Linked DNA regions of Sus scrofa: all the other regions are linked to region 2. The links are chromatin contacts, called in public Hi-C and HiChIP or PLAC-seq maps. All regions are on one chromosome and are shown on one strand. The core of a region is the stretch at or near the end of the contact, and the rest is flanking DNA. Distances in the headings are between cores, read along the strand shown.

The links. Hi-C and Micro-C count contacts between places; a contact is called where the count stands out from the background. HiChIP or PLAC-seq counts read pairs in DNA pulled down with a chosen protein or histone mark.
Region 1: a Hi-C map of liver shows a contact between it and region 2, with 4 times the contacts expected there. The contact joins two enhancer-like sites. A contact is called at or near these places in 9 of 47 Hi-C or Micro-C datasets (embryonic fibroblasts, fetal heart ventricle, fetal skeletal muscle and 4 more) and 2 of 2 datasets of contacts at active chromatin or transcription factors (alveolar macrophages and skeletal muscle).
Region 3: a contact with region 2 is called in an H3K27ac HiChIP or PLAC-seq map of alveolar macrophages. The contact joins two enhancer-like sites. A contact is called at or near these places in 5 of 47 Hi-C or Micro-C datasets (embryonic fibroblasts, fetal heart ventricle, liver and 1 more) and 2 of 2 datasets of contacts at active chromatin or transcription factors (alveolar macrophages and skeletal muscle).

What each region holds. Positions count from the first base shown.
Region 1 is chr14:28,665,238-28,669,382 of Sscrofa11.1, forward strand. All of the region lies in intron 3 of NCOR2 (nuclear receptor corepressor 2), which reads left to right. Among named protein-coding and RNA genes, the nearest start is that of NCOR2, 25 kb to the left of the region's middle. Within about 2 kb of position 2,169, at least 36 of the 83 cell types and tissues checked have an H3K27ac peak or open chromatin away from gene starts, as enhancers often do. A contact at or near this core is called in alveolar macrophages, liver and skeletal muscle, where this site is marked.
Region 2 is chr14:28,398,488-28,403,067 of Sscrofa11.1, forward strand. No RefSeq gene overlaps it. Among named protein-coding and RNA genes, the nearest start is that of SCARB1, 99 kb to the left of the region's middle. Within about 2 kb of position 2,639, at least 28 of the 83 cell types and tissues checked have an H3K27ac peak or open chromatin away from gene starts, as enhancers often do. A contact at or near this core is called in alveolar macrophages, liver and skeletal muscle, where this site is marked.
Region 3 is chr14:28,758,147-28,762,472 of Sscrofa11.1, forward strand. The region is part of intron 18 of NCOR2 (nuclear receptor corepressor 2); the gene reads left to right. Among named protein-coding and RNA genes, the nearest start is that of RFLNA, 81 kb to the right of the region's middle. Within about 2 kb of position 1,710, at least 63 of the 83 cell types and tissues checked have an H3K27ac peak or open chromatin away from gene starts, as enhancers often do. A contact at or near this core is called in alveolar macrophages, liver and skeletal muscle, where this site is marked.

The DNA of each region.
Region 1 (4,145 bases), core at 919-3,418, 270 kb after region 2:
CCAGGGGCTTCTGGAGGATGCCTCTGGTTTCTCTTCTTTCTCATCCCCTCCTGCCCAGTCCCTCCCCCTCTCCCATACATACCTTCCCCACAGGCCGGGCCTGTTAGTCCTCAAGTCCCTTTATTTTACCCTGCTGTCCTGCCGTCTCCCCTGTCCTTTGCCCCAGCTGGGCCCTCTCCCAGTCATTTGGGGTCACTGGCTGATCGCAGACACCTCCCACTCTTTTCCCACTGGGTCCTCAGTGACGCAGAACGTGGCTGGGCAAGACCAAGTGGTCACCACTTTCTCCAGGTAGGAGGCTGAGGCCAGGGGTACTCGGGGGCCCTGGGCAGCTCTGAGGTTGTAGGGGGGCGTCCTTATCCTGTGTGGGGACAGCAGTGGAGCCCTGTTTCCTGACCATGCTGCCTTGTGCTGGGGTGGCCCAGCACTCCCCCGTCCCCCATTCCCCCATTTGTTATTGGGGCAAGAATCTGGACATCTTGGGGAAACTTGCTTACCTAGAGGAGCCGCTGTTCCTTGGCTGGTGGGGGATGAGTGTTTCAGCCTAATCTGGAGGCTCCCCAACTCTCATTCCAGCCCTGTGCCTCCAACCCATATGGGCAGGGTTTATGAGGTACCCCTCCCCCCCTTTTCTGAGTCTTTGGAAGACAGAGGGTGAAGGAAAAGGGAAGTTGAGGCACAGAAAGACAAGTGCCCCATCCATGGTCCAGGGGGCATCCCAGGGTCCCAGCTCCTTGAACAATAATTGAGGGAGGTCTGCTGGGATCACGGGGTGGGGCCTGGACCCAGTTATCCGTGACCTTCCCAGGACTCAGCTCCCTCCCACACACGCTCCAGATAGGCTTCTATCCAGGGTGGCACCTCCTGGCCCTGGAGGCATCTTCCCAGGCATCCTGGGCATGGAGCTGCTTTGATAGCAAGGCCTCCCAGGAGCCGGAAAGACCTCCAGATATGGCTTTAAACCCCTGTTCCTCCCATTTTGCTGAATGGCCTTGGGCTGCTCACTTAATCCCTGGGTGCAGCCATTGGCACTAGGAGCCTTGTGGGCCTGAGCATCACTGGCGAATGTCCACAAGGTGCCTGGGGGGTGGTGTCTGCATGTGGCAGTCATCTCCTTTCTCCTGGTGGGTGGCAGGAGACTGAGGAGGGTCTGGACTCAGAGACAGGCCTGTGCTTTGGCCTGCGTCATCTCTGGGCCGCCTGGTGTCTTATGCCAGTGCAGATGGAGAGTGAATTCCGGCTGTGCTTGCAGACCCTGGAAAGCCCCTGCTTCCCCTGCCCTGGCCTCAGGCACACTCCAAGCCAGTCTCCATGCAAGGCTCGCTCAGTCTCACCTGCTCCACTTGCAGAACCTCTCTGTGCCCTGTTCCCTCCATCTCTATGGTCTCCTCTTCCCTCCCCCACAGTATCAGGACCCCACATCTTTCCCTGAGGGTCCTGGCAGACCCCTGGCACTGAAGATCTCCCAGGATTGAGGGTCCCAACACACCTTCCCCTCCTTGTCTCCTTTCCTGCCTGTTAAGGTCCTTTCCAGCTCTCCACAGCCCAGCTCAATTCTGCCTTCTCCCCCAAGTTCCCTGGTACCCCCAAAGCGCCCTTGAGTTCCTGCAAGCCTCACGCTGAATGAATGTGTTAAGGTCAAAAGATGTAGGGTCTGAATCCCAGCACGGTTCCTTCCTGCTGTGTGGCCTTCGGCAAGTTACTTAACCTCTCTGTGCCTTTGTGTTAGAAGGGTGTTTAAGAGCGCAGGCTCTGGAGCCAGATTGCTCCTTCACATCCTGCCTCGGTGATGTCTTAGCTGTGAAACAAGTGGCCTTAGCGCCCCGTGCCTCAGTTTCCCATCGGTTGAGAGAGGGTGGTTAGAAGACTGTGAGGATCTAGTTGATTGTGCGGAGGCTTCCGCATGCACGTTACAGCGCAGTGATGATGATTCTGATGATGCTGGCATGATGACAACCTGCCTGTTAAGGTCCTTTTCCAAATGGCCCCCAGGGTGCACTGTGGGCTTTTCCTCTAGAAGAGGGATTGGCAAATCTCCCCTGGAGATATTTCAGGCTTTCCGGACCACGCAGTCTCTGTCACAACTCCTCGGTGCTGCCACCGTCCTAGCGCGAAAGCAGCTCAGCCAACGCGGACAGGAATGGCCGTGGCTGTGTGCCAGTGACACTTGACGCAATGGGCTGAGCCTGGCTTTGGCCTCGGGCCTCGTTTGCTGACTCCTGCCCTAGATCAGTGTTTATCAGACTCTGTGGGAAGGACCAGTCTGTTTCATTTCCACTTTGTCACAAACGGATACTTCTGCACGTGACCCTGTTCTCGGGTGTGGGGACGCACGCTGGCCATGCACTGGGATGCTGCGGTCTTGTCAACACGCTCTCAAGTAGACTGAATTCTCTCGACTTCCCGCTCCCCCAGACCAAGCGTCACAGACCCAGGAGGCTGCCTGGACCACAGGGGGACAAGTGCCCATGTAGAGGGAGCAGACGGGGTTGAAGTGCTTTGTTAACTCTAGGAGGGTTCTCATGCTTCCGGCCGGAGCGCCCGGAGTCTTTAGGCTGTGACCACAGTGAACCCCACTCTGGGTCTGTTTCTCCTTTGGGGTCTCCCCAGTTCTTGGCTTCCTGTGACCCTCCAGGGGGTCCCTGGGGTAGAGGTCAGTGTGGGTGCTGCAGAAATGGCCCCTAAGATGCTCCTTGGAGGGGCTGTACCATGAGCTCATCTTGCCTGGCTCCCACACTGGGAAACCACGGCCAGAGGGTTCAGACCTCTGCCTTGGGGCTCCTGGGGGCCGTGTGCCTTTTCCCGTTTCGACTGGCCATGGTGGGTGCCGTCCTCCCGAGGTCCTCTCCCCAGGGATGGGGCTGTCTGCTTCTCTGCCGCTTTGTTCACTTTGCTTTTGTGTGAGAGAGAGTCTTGCTCCCTGCAGACTGCAGAGCTGCCCGCTTCCTTCTCACACCCCTGCATGCGTGCGTGCATGCACACACCAGAGCTGTGCCTGGCAACCTCTCTCCAGCCCTTCCTCCTTCCTTCGTGAGCTCTGGGTGCCTTGTGTTAGACATCATGGGGTGTGGGAGAGGGCGCAAGCTGAGCCCTTCTCTGCCTTCTGGAAGCTGCCCTCCGCCTTGGGGGCCACCTTTGGAGAGTTAAGAGGGATTTGTGGTCAGGGGCACAGAGGCCTAGGTGGGGCATACATTTCAATGATGGGGAAACCGAGGCTTGGGGATTTGACTGATGGACAGATACCTCTAGCCTAAGGCCTTGCATCTTCTTGCTTCCACATCAGGGCTGCCCGGGAAGGCCCTTCCCTTGACATTTCCAGCCTCTGGGCTTTGACAGGATCCCTGTTGATTCTGCTTACTCATCCTCCTGCTTCCCAGCCTCTTACAAGCTTTGGTTTTGGAGGGTCTGAAACATACATTCTAACACACCTACGTGGTCTCGTCTAATTCTCTTTGCAGAAATAACTGCTTAAAAAAAAAAAAAAGCCAGACAGCAAAAAGATGACTGGATTTTTATGGAAAATTGGGAGAATTAAGAAAGACGCCAAGAAGAAAATAATCACCTACAATCCCACGCTCTCCCAAGCCTTACTCTTGTCAGACATCACTAATTGATTGCCACCCCGCAGTATAACTGAGTGTTCTTGGCAGACAGGACTAATCGATTTGGACTGGTACACAGGGGAAGCCTGTCCTGTTTTCTCCTTTGAAAGGGTGTTTTTTTTTTTTTTTTTTTTTTTTATGTGTCTCAAATCAGAATGTAGTTGCTAAATCAGGATACATCTAATTCGTTAGTGTTTAATTTGTCTGCAGATGATAATGGATATTGGATAGCATTTTACTGAAAAGGGGAGTTTTGCCTAAGGTTATCCTTCTGACTTTGATCTGTGTATGTGACACCAGTGTGTGGGTTCTCCTCCTGCAAGACGGGGGACTCCCACAGTGGCATTTTGTTTTGGAACCTGGTCTTTGAGCCTCGTGTCGCCTTGTCCACAGTCCCCTGGCATGGTTCCCCATGTCTTGCTGTGTCACTTGCGCCTGTAGCAGACGTACAGGTCGTACCTTTTCCCGGTTGTCTCTGCTAACATGCAGGCTCAGTCATCTCATCTGCAAAGAGGCTAGAACGTGGAGGCTGTGGCAGGACTG
Region 2 (4,580 bases), core at 1,389-3,888:
TTGGGAAAATCTTCCTTTTCCAGCTGCGATGCTAGGCCTCTGGGCAATTCCGGGATTGGCCACTGGGGGGCGAGCTCTGCACACAGGTTGTTCAGACATCCGTGTTCTCAGAGGTGCTGAGATCACCTTAAATTGGAGGGGTGTTACATGGGGTCACAGTCTGGCTTCAGGAACTTGCAACCTCCAGAAATTTCATTTTACACATATATATGAGCATTTTTTTAAAGGTAGCATTCCACAATACTCAGATTTTCGAAGGGGTCTTGACCCTCTTCAAGGGTCCTGTGGGCAAGAGTGACACTCCTAAAATAAAAACCAGGGTCCTGTGATGTTCGCTCCTCCTTAGCATGTAAAGGAAAGGGTCTTGGAGGCGGGCTACCTGTATGCTTAATCCCTGCTCTGCGCCAGTCGCTGGGCCGCCTTGGAGGAATCTGACTTCTCTGAGCCTCAGCCCATGGGAGTGAAGATCACTGTTCTGTGAATGTTCTAGGAATCCCTGTGAGGCTGGAGTAGAAATGGATGTATGAGCATTCTCTATGGAGTCCAGGGCTATTATGAAAGATCTCGGATGCCAAGCCTCCAGCAAGCATTTATTAGATAGCTACTGTGTGCAGTGCTGACTGGGCACTGAGAGGGCTGTGTAGACTCATTCATTCATTCACTCAATAAATGTTTTCTGGGTGCCCACTCTGTGTCGGACATTCGTGTACATATTAGGAATTGTCTTGGGTTGGGTCCCCCAGTTGGAAATGCTGACAATACCAGCAGGTATTGGGTTTTGCATGTAAAAGTACACCAAAGTGGGAGTTCCCATTATGGCTCAGTGGTTAATGAATCCGACTAGGAACCATGAGCTTGTGGGTTCAATCCCTGGCCTTGCTCAGTGGGTTAAGGATCCGGCGTTGCTGTGAGCTGTGGTGTAGTCACAGATGTGGCTCAGATCTGGTGTTGTTGTGGCTCTGGCGTACGCCAGGGGCTACAGCTCTGATTAGACCCCTAACCTGGGAACCTCCATATGCCACGGGTGTGTGGCCCCAGAAAAGACAAAAAGACCAAAAAAAAAAAAAAGTACACTGAAGCAAAGGGGACAAAGAAACAGTCAAAACGGCTCTATTTGGATCTGTTAGAGCAGCAATGTCATCTGTCTCAGAAGTACAGTGGTGGACAGAGCAGGAGAGGTCCCTGCCCTAGTGGGTTTACATTCTAGCGGAGGCGACAGTGGCGGAGTAAATGAATAAGTAAGGTAACTCCAGAGTGTGACGGGTGCCAGGAAAGAACTAAAACAAGTGACATGATGAGAGGAGGTGTTTGGGGGAACAGGTGCTACTTAGATGAAACAGTGGCTCCAGAAGGGCTTCTAAGAAGTGCTGTTTCTGCTGATTCCTGAAGGATTTGAAGGGGTCAGGCAAAGAGCCCTTTGGGAACCTAGAACTGCATGTACAAAGGCCCTGAGGTAGCTACATGCAGACTAGAAGTGGGTGGGGTGTAGCTGGAGTGTAGTAAGCCAAGCCTGGTGATGAGGTTGGAGAGCTCTGCAGGGGCTGAATCAGGCTCTGGATTTTAAGCACAGTGGGAGCCACTGGAAGGTCTTAGGTTGGGCAGCAACGTGTCGCTGATTGGCTGTGTGGGGAACTGAGGTGGGGACAGGGGTGGATGAAGAGGCTTCTAGCAGGAGACACTCTATAGTTTATAAAACCTCTCTTGCTTCCTGCTTTTGCCATGGGAACCCTCAGAGCACCCCTGAGATGGCGGGGAAGTTGGGGGGCGGGGGGTAGGAGAATCAGGCCAGTTTTACAAGGGAGGAAACTGAGGGAGCATTACAAGGGAGAGAAGCCAGCCGAGCACGGCCGAGCATATTCCCTATTTCTCCTTCCTTCCTGCTTCCTAAGTGAGCCCTTTAGGAGAGGCTGCAACCTTTTGCTTTTCACTCTTAAGCCCCTGCCCCCGTACCTGCCCTTTGCAGTTTGATCTTTATTTATGTGTAAGCATTTGGTCACCCTCTGGCTCTGTCTTCCTCCTTAGACTCCCGAAGCGCATGAGGGCAGATGCTCTGTCTGTAGACTTCCCAGCGGCATCCCCAGAGCCTGGCACGGTGTCTGGCTGGTAGGTGTGCGTGGAATAAATAAACGAACTGTGGGTGAGTGGCAGTGTTGGGGGTGTGAGTGGAGGAGGAGAGAGTGCGGGGCCCGCATCCCCACCGCATCCCCCACCCCCACTTCTCCCCTCCTCCTCTTCCGTATTCAGGCCCCAGGGCCCGCTTAGGGCCTTGTTCGTTGACGGGAGTGCAGGCTTTGGCCACCAGGGGGCGCTGTGGACTCGCCCTCCGCAGGGTGGCCCTGGTCCAGGGTACAAAGACCTGTGGGCCTGCCTGAGCCACGTCTGTATTTTTGAGGCTCTGGATACATTAAGAGTAAAAAAAAAAAAAAACCCTGACGGATCAGGGCTGCATAACCTGTGCTCCCTTGTACGTTTACGCTGACCATGTTAACAGTTTCCACACATAAAGACGCCCAACGACATTCCCGTGTGAAATTGCAGGGTTTGTAAAGTTATTAATTAGCAATGTCCGCAGAGGGCAGGATTGGCTGACTGGGAAATGATTCGTTCCGTCTGGGCGGCCGGGCAAAGGACAGTACATTCAACCCTGGCTGGAGAATGGCTCCTGAGTCTGTGTGGCCACATGGCTGATCCCCCAGGGACGGGCCTGATCCTCAGCAAAAATCTCAGAAGCTCAGACAAACTCTGGGCCCTGGTGAACCAGTTCTTCTCCTAAAGCTGGTTGTTGCTGACATTTATTTTTTTTTTTTTTTTTTTTTTTTTTTTTTTTTTTTTTTTTTTTTTTTTTTTTTTTTTTTTTTTTTTTGTCTTTTTTGTTGTTGTTGTTATTTCTTGGGCCGCTCCCGCGGCATATGGAGGTTCCCAGGCTAGGGGTTGAATCGGAGCTGTAGCCACCGGCCTACGCCAGAACCACAGCAACGCGGGATCCGAGCCGCGTCTGCAACCTACACCACAGCTCACGGCAACGCCAGATCCTTAACCCACTGAGCAAGGGCAGGGATCGAACCCGCAACCTCATGGTTCCTAGTCGGATTCGTTAACCACTGCGCCACGACGGGAACTCCAACTTTTTTTTTTTTTTTTTTTTTTTTTTTTTTTGTCTTTTTTGTTGTTGTTGTTATTTCTTGGGCCATGCTGACATTTATTGAGTGATTTCTACACTGTTTTCTTTCTTTTCAAAAAAATATATTTTTTTTTTTTTTTGTCTTTTTGCTATTTCTTGGGCCGCTCCCGCAGCATATGGAGGTTCCCAGGCCAGGGGTCAAATCAGAGCTGTAGCCACTGGCCTACGCCAGAGCCACAGCAACGCGGAATCCGAGCCGCGTCTGCAACCTACACCACAGCTCACGGCAACGCCGGATCGTTAACCCACTGAGCAAGGCCAAGGATCGAACCTGCAACCTCATGGATCCTAGTCGGATTCGTTAACCACTGTGCCACGACGGGAACTCCTCAAAAAAATATTTTAAAAATATATTGTCTTACTTGCTCAGGGTATAGTCTGTCTGTCTGTCTTTCTTTCTTTCTTTCCTTTCTTTCTTTTTTCTTTCTTTCTCTATGGCTGCACCTGCGGCATATGGAAGTTTCCAGCTTAGGGGTCAAATTAGAGCTGCAGCCGCCAGCCTACACCACAGCCACAGCAACATCTGAGCCACATCTGTGACCTATGGTGAAGCTGGCAGCAACGCCAGATTCTTAACCCACTAAGTGAGGCCGGGGATTAAACCTGCATCCTCTTGGACGCTATGTCAGGTTCTTAACCCACTGAGCCGTGACAGAAACTCCTGTTTTCAACCCTTGATATGAGCTCCTCTCATTGTCCTCATAACCCAGGTAAATGCCTTATCATCGCTGTCCTCATTTTACCCATGAGGAAACAGGCTCCGAGGTAGAGTAAAAGTCCAAGGACTTAATGACTGGCAGGTGTCAGAGTCCGGATTTGAGTCTCAATGGCCAGGTCCAAGGCATGTGTTCTCAGCTACTGTCTGAACATCTCTTGTGGTTCAGTTAACCAAGACCTGTCACTGTTTTTTTTTTTGTTTTTTTGTTTTTTTTGGCCATGTCCTCAGCATGTGGAAGTTCCCGGGCCAGGGATCAAACCTGCACCACAGCAGTGACCCAAGTCACAGCAGTGACAACACCAGACCCTTAACCCCCTGCATCACCAGGGAATTCTGGGAAATGGTTTCTGTCACTAGCCGCCAGAGACCTCATCTCTAGTATCCCTTCTGGAATCAAGCTAGGAAAACCAGCTTCGAGGAACATCATTTCCAACCACAGGTACAAATGGGTGCTGCTTCTGGAGAACCTGAGATTGAAAGACTCATTCCAACCCCCAGCGCAAGCCCAACTCCATCCACAAAGAGGCTCTGCATGCCAGGCACGTGCCCAGCGTCTCCCAGATAAGCCCCCAGCAGGGGACCCTCCAGGCTCATTCCAGAGAGGTTGCGAATGGGAGGGGAAGAAGAGCAGTCCGAATAACCATTTCTAAAAATAGTGCTTGGCTCCCTCCCACCCACAAC
Region 3 (4,326 bases), core at 460-2,959, 360 kb after region 2:
GAGATGCCTGGGGGACATGCCCAGTGGACCCCCAGGCCTGGATGCCCAGGGTGTCTGGAGCTCTGTTCATTTGCCAAGTGCCTCCTGCACACCTAGCAGTTTTGGGTGCAGAGACACAGCTGTCAATGAGCAGTGGAGACAAGAAGCTGATTTCAGCTGCCAGTAAGACCCCCTGACGGCAGGGTGTCTTGGGAGGATGGCTTTGGAGAGAATGGTTGGTCAAGGAAGGCTGCTGTGGGGAGTCACTTGAAGCTGAGAACTAAAGACCTGTGAAAAAGCGGCCAGGCAGGCCAAGTGTCGATGGCTGGGCAGAAGAGGTTCTGGTGGCTGGAGTGAGTGAGCAAGAGGAGAAGGAGGGAGCAGGCTCGAAGCGGGCAGGACTGGCCCTCATGCACCGTGAGGAGGTCTTTGGATGTTATTTGCAGAGCTTTGGGTCATCATTGTAAGATCTGAGCAGAGGAGTGACATGATGGGATGGGTATCCTTAAAAGCTCACCTGGCCTCCCTTGAGGAGAACGGATCGTGGGCAGCACGTCCCAGGTCCCCCACACGGTTGGAATGTGTGGCCCTCCCCTGGTGGTATGCCCGGAACCCAGGATGAGGGCTGGGGGTAGGATGTGCGACGGGGAGGGGGCGAGCGGGAACAGGAGTGCTTCAGAGACCTGTGGCCTATTGTTCCTTGGGTTTTGTGAGCAGGATGGAAAGGCTGAGGGCCAAAGGGACAAGCAGGTCAATGACCCCAGAGTTGGAGAAATCGGTCGTGACCTGGATCTCGATCCAAAGTTCAACCCAGTTAACTTTCAACCTCCTGGGAGCTGCCTGGGGCGTCCATAGCAGGTGTTTGTATGGGACGCAGGCTGACCTGGCTGTCACGGGTGTCTCAGTGAGGAAGGAAAGAGGACGCCCTAGAGAGCCAGCCCTCTAGCAACTCCAAACCCTCCTCCCACCCTCAGTGATTGGAGGTCTCATTTGCACTTAGAAGAGGCTCCTCAAATAGAGTCCCCCATCTCGAGGGCCTGGTCACCTTGGCAGCATCAGGCCGGGTTGGGGGCAGACCACAGGTGGAACCAGCACTGGGGAATGACAGCGGAAGAAGCTGTTTGCTCCTGTCTGCTGGGGTGGAGAAGCTCTGTTTTTCTGAACCCTCATCTGTTCTTACCGCTGCTGACGCCGCCACCGCCACGGATGGGGAGAGAGGGAGGGGGGGAGAGCCTGTGCCAATTTGGCCCGCCCCTTCTGAACCTGGGCTTCTGCCACACTCCCCCGCCCCGCCTGCTCCTGCGAGCCTCCGTCTGGAGGTCACATTCAGCCCTGACGCGCCTCGCTGGGTCAGGCAGCAGGAAGATCAGCCGATCCCAGGCTCTCTGTGAGGCTGCCCAGGCACTGCTACCTGACAGGCTGGGGTCTTTGGACTCTGTCCTCAGAGTAGGGAGGTGTCAGGGGTCTGGGGACTGAGCACCGGTATTGGGCACATTGGTGCCCTAAGGAGGCGAGGACGCTGTGCTTCCTGGTGACGCCTGGCACAGGGCACCGAGCACACAGCCGACAGCTTCTCGCCACCCGCCCCCATCGGCGAAGGGCACCTCGCACGCCTGCAGCTGCGGGGGGCACGGCTCAGGGGTGGCAGCGCCGGAGGAGCCCTGGGCCACCACGGCGCGCAGCACGGAGCTGCTTCCCCGCCCTTCCCGGAGCCAGCCTCCGCCTGCCGCCCTCCCACCGCCCGGCCCCTCCCTCTTCCCCCCTCCCTCGCGCGTTGGACGAGAAGGATGTGAGGCAGAGCTGAGCCGCCAGCAGACGCCAGCCAGAAGCCTTGCGGAGCCGGCACCACGGCCGCCCAGCCTCCCGCCTCCCAGCCCGCTGCTCCCAGCTCCGATCCCTGGAGCATCCTCCAAGCCGTATGTTTCCGGAAAACTTGGCCGAGGGGGAGACGCAGATGAGAGGATGTGAGTGAGTGGCTCCGGGGAGGGGATGAGGGGGGTGCTTTGTGCCACGGTGACAGGGACCCCCCCCAGGGCCGGCGACTTGGGAGTTCTAACCCGTGAGATCTCACCGTCTTTCTCTTGGCGCCCCTTCCCCTGCCTCTGGCTGTGGGGCTGGGTCTTTTCAGGAAGGAGGGAAGTGCTTGGGTCTGTGTTTGGGGCAGGCAGGTCTTGGGGGTCTTGGCTGGCACATGCTTAGAGGTGCTCTCTCCAGGTAGACAGGGTGGGGGGGGCTTTCAGCTGCGTCTAGTCCCGGTGGTCTCCAAGGCTTGGTGGGACCTATAGAGCACCACCCTGAGCCCGGCATCCTCAGTCTGGGGTTCCCAGAACCAGAACCAGAAGGAAAACTCTCCACCCCCATCGCAGGGACCCTGGCCAGTAATATTAGGACACTCACCCTAGTCCTTCACACAGCAGTTAAAGAAACTGAGGCCCCAGAGCAGAGGGGGTGGTGGAGACCCCACAGCAGTTCTGGCCAAGGCTTCTGGACCACTCAGTCCAGTGTTCCTTCACCAGTAGTTTCGGGGGAGAGCTGGGTGACCCCCCCTGCCAAGCTCCTGCTCCAGGAGTGAGGTTAATTAGGACCCTAAACCCCCCCCCCCCGCCCGAAGCCAACTCTAAGCCGCTTCTTTATTTATGTGTTGAGTTGTAAATGTCAACCTGTGGGGGGGGTCCTGCCACCCCCTGGGCCCTCGTTCCCCTCACCCCACACCCCCCAGCAGGCCCAGATGGGAGACCCGCCCTCTCCCTACCGGGGTTCCGGCCGACGTGTTTGCCTGGGTTCTCTTGGCCCCGGCTGGGGAAATATAAATAAACGCGTCCCCGTCGTCCTCCGCCAGGTTCTGTGGAAGTGGCAGCTGCTGCTGGCGCGGGCAGAAGGAAAGGTCAGGGGGCTGGGTTACACTTGATCCCACGCCCCGGCCCTCCCCTCTGTGCCTGTCCTTGAGGAACCCTGAGGAGCTGCCGAGGAGCCACGTGGCCCCATGGCCTTCACGGGGGAGCAGGTGGCCTGTCAGTCCAGCACCACCCCCACCCCGCTGGGTCCAGAGGCGGGAGAGCAGAAAACTTGGGTTCTGATGTCCACTTGGGCCCCTGGCCCATCCTACAAGCTTGAGAGTTGCTGTGATCCCTTGAGCCTTGGTTTCCCCCGTCCTAGGGATGGGAAAACAGCCATGGCCTGGACAGCAAGGATGAGAGGGAACCTGATCTTTAAAAGGCTTTGCAAACTCCAGGTTGCTTAGCCATGTGACGTGGTGGTTTGTTGATGTTGTTTTTGCTGCTGTTTTATGACTATTAGAGCCTTGTACATAGCAAGCCGTCGGCACGTTTGAATGGACGGATGGGTGGGTGGATAGGTGGGTGGATGGATAGGTGGGTGGATGGATGAATGAATGGAAACCAGAAAATACCAACACACAGACTGTCAGCCCCTCAGGCTCCCGCACCCCTGCAAAACATCAGTCGTAACCCTCCCTGCTTGCAGCTTGATTTGATTCAAGGCAAACAGCTTCAAACTTCGTTATGGGAAATCTTTCTGTCGTCCTTACAAGTCTAGCTCTGGGGCTCAGAGGCCGCTGTGTTCCCAGCAATGTGACTCAGGCTTCGTGCCTGCTGCCCTCTGGGGGCCCAGGCCTGCCCCACAGCCCCTGGGAGGCGTGAGCCTCCTGTCCGTCCCTCCAGCGGCCGTCAGGAAGGGGCAGGCCCTACCTGCTCAGGCTGACCTGGCTGCACAAAGGCACGCAGCGGGAGATGCAAGGTGTAAATATGTAGAGGCGCCAGCCTGTGCAAGGCGTGTCTGCGTATAAGCTTTGTGGGCAGAGGGGCTGACTCTGGGCTGCTTCCGGTGCATGTGGGGGGTGCCTTTGTGCTGAGCCTGGGATTTATGGCATTGAAAATGGGAGAGAGGTTGGAGGTGCAGCTCTGACTTGAGTTTGTGGGAATGGAGGGAACTTTCTCTGACTTAGGAGGGTTTGGGATGGGGTCTGCCAATTTCTGGGTGTGTGGGGGGGGTCTTTCCACATAAGGATTCTTCGAGGCTGTGAAAGAAGCTTGTGGAGATGGGGGGGCAGGGGCTGTGGTTTGGTGGAGGGGGCAAGTCCATTCCCAGCCCCTGAATCTGCCTGGAGGCCAGGGTGGGCCTTTAGGTTTTGGCAGGGAACTTTGGGCCCTGAGGGTGCCCCGTTAACCTGGGGGCAGCATCTCCTGGCCCAGCTCACCCGCTCCTGGCCTGGACTCCACCCTCCCACCCCTGCTCACACGTTCCTTCCTTTCCCTGGCCCGGTGCGGCCGGAAAACAGTTCCGTCTCCCGAGGCCTCGTCTGCAGCTGTGAGTGAGTGTCAGTGCTGG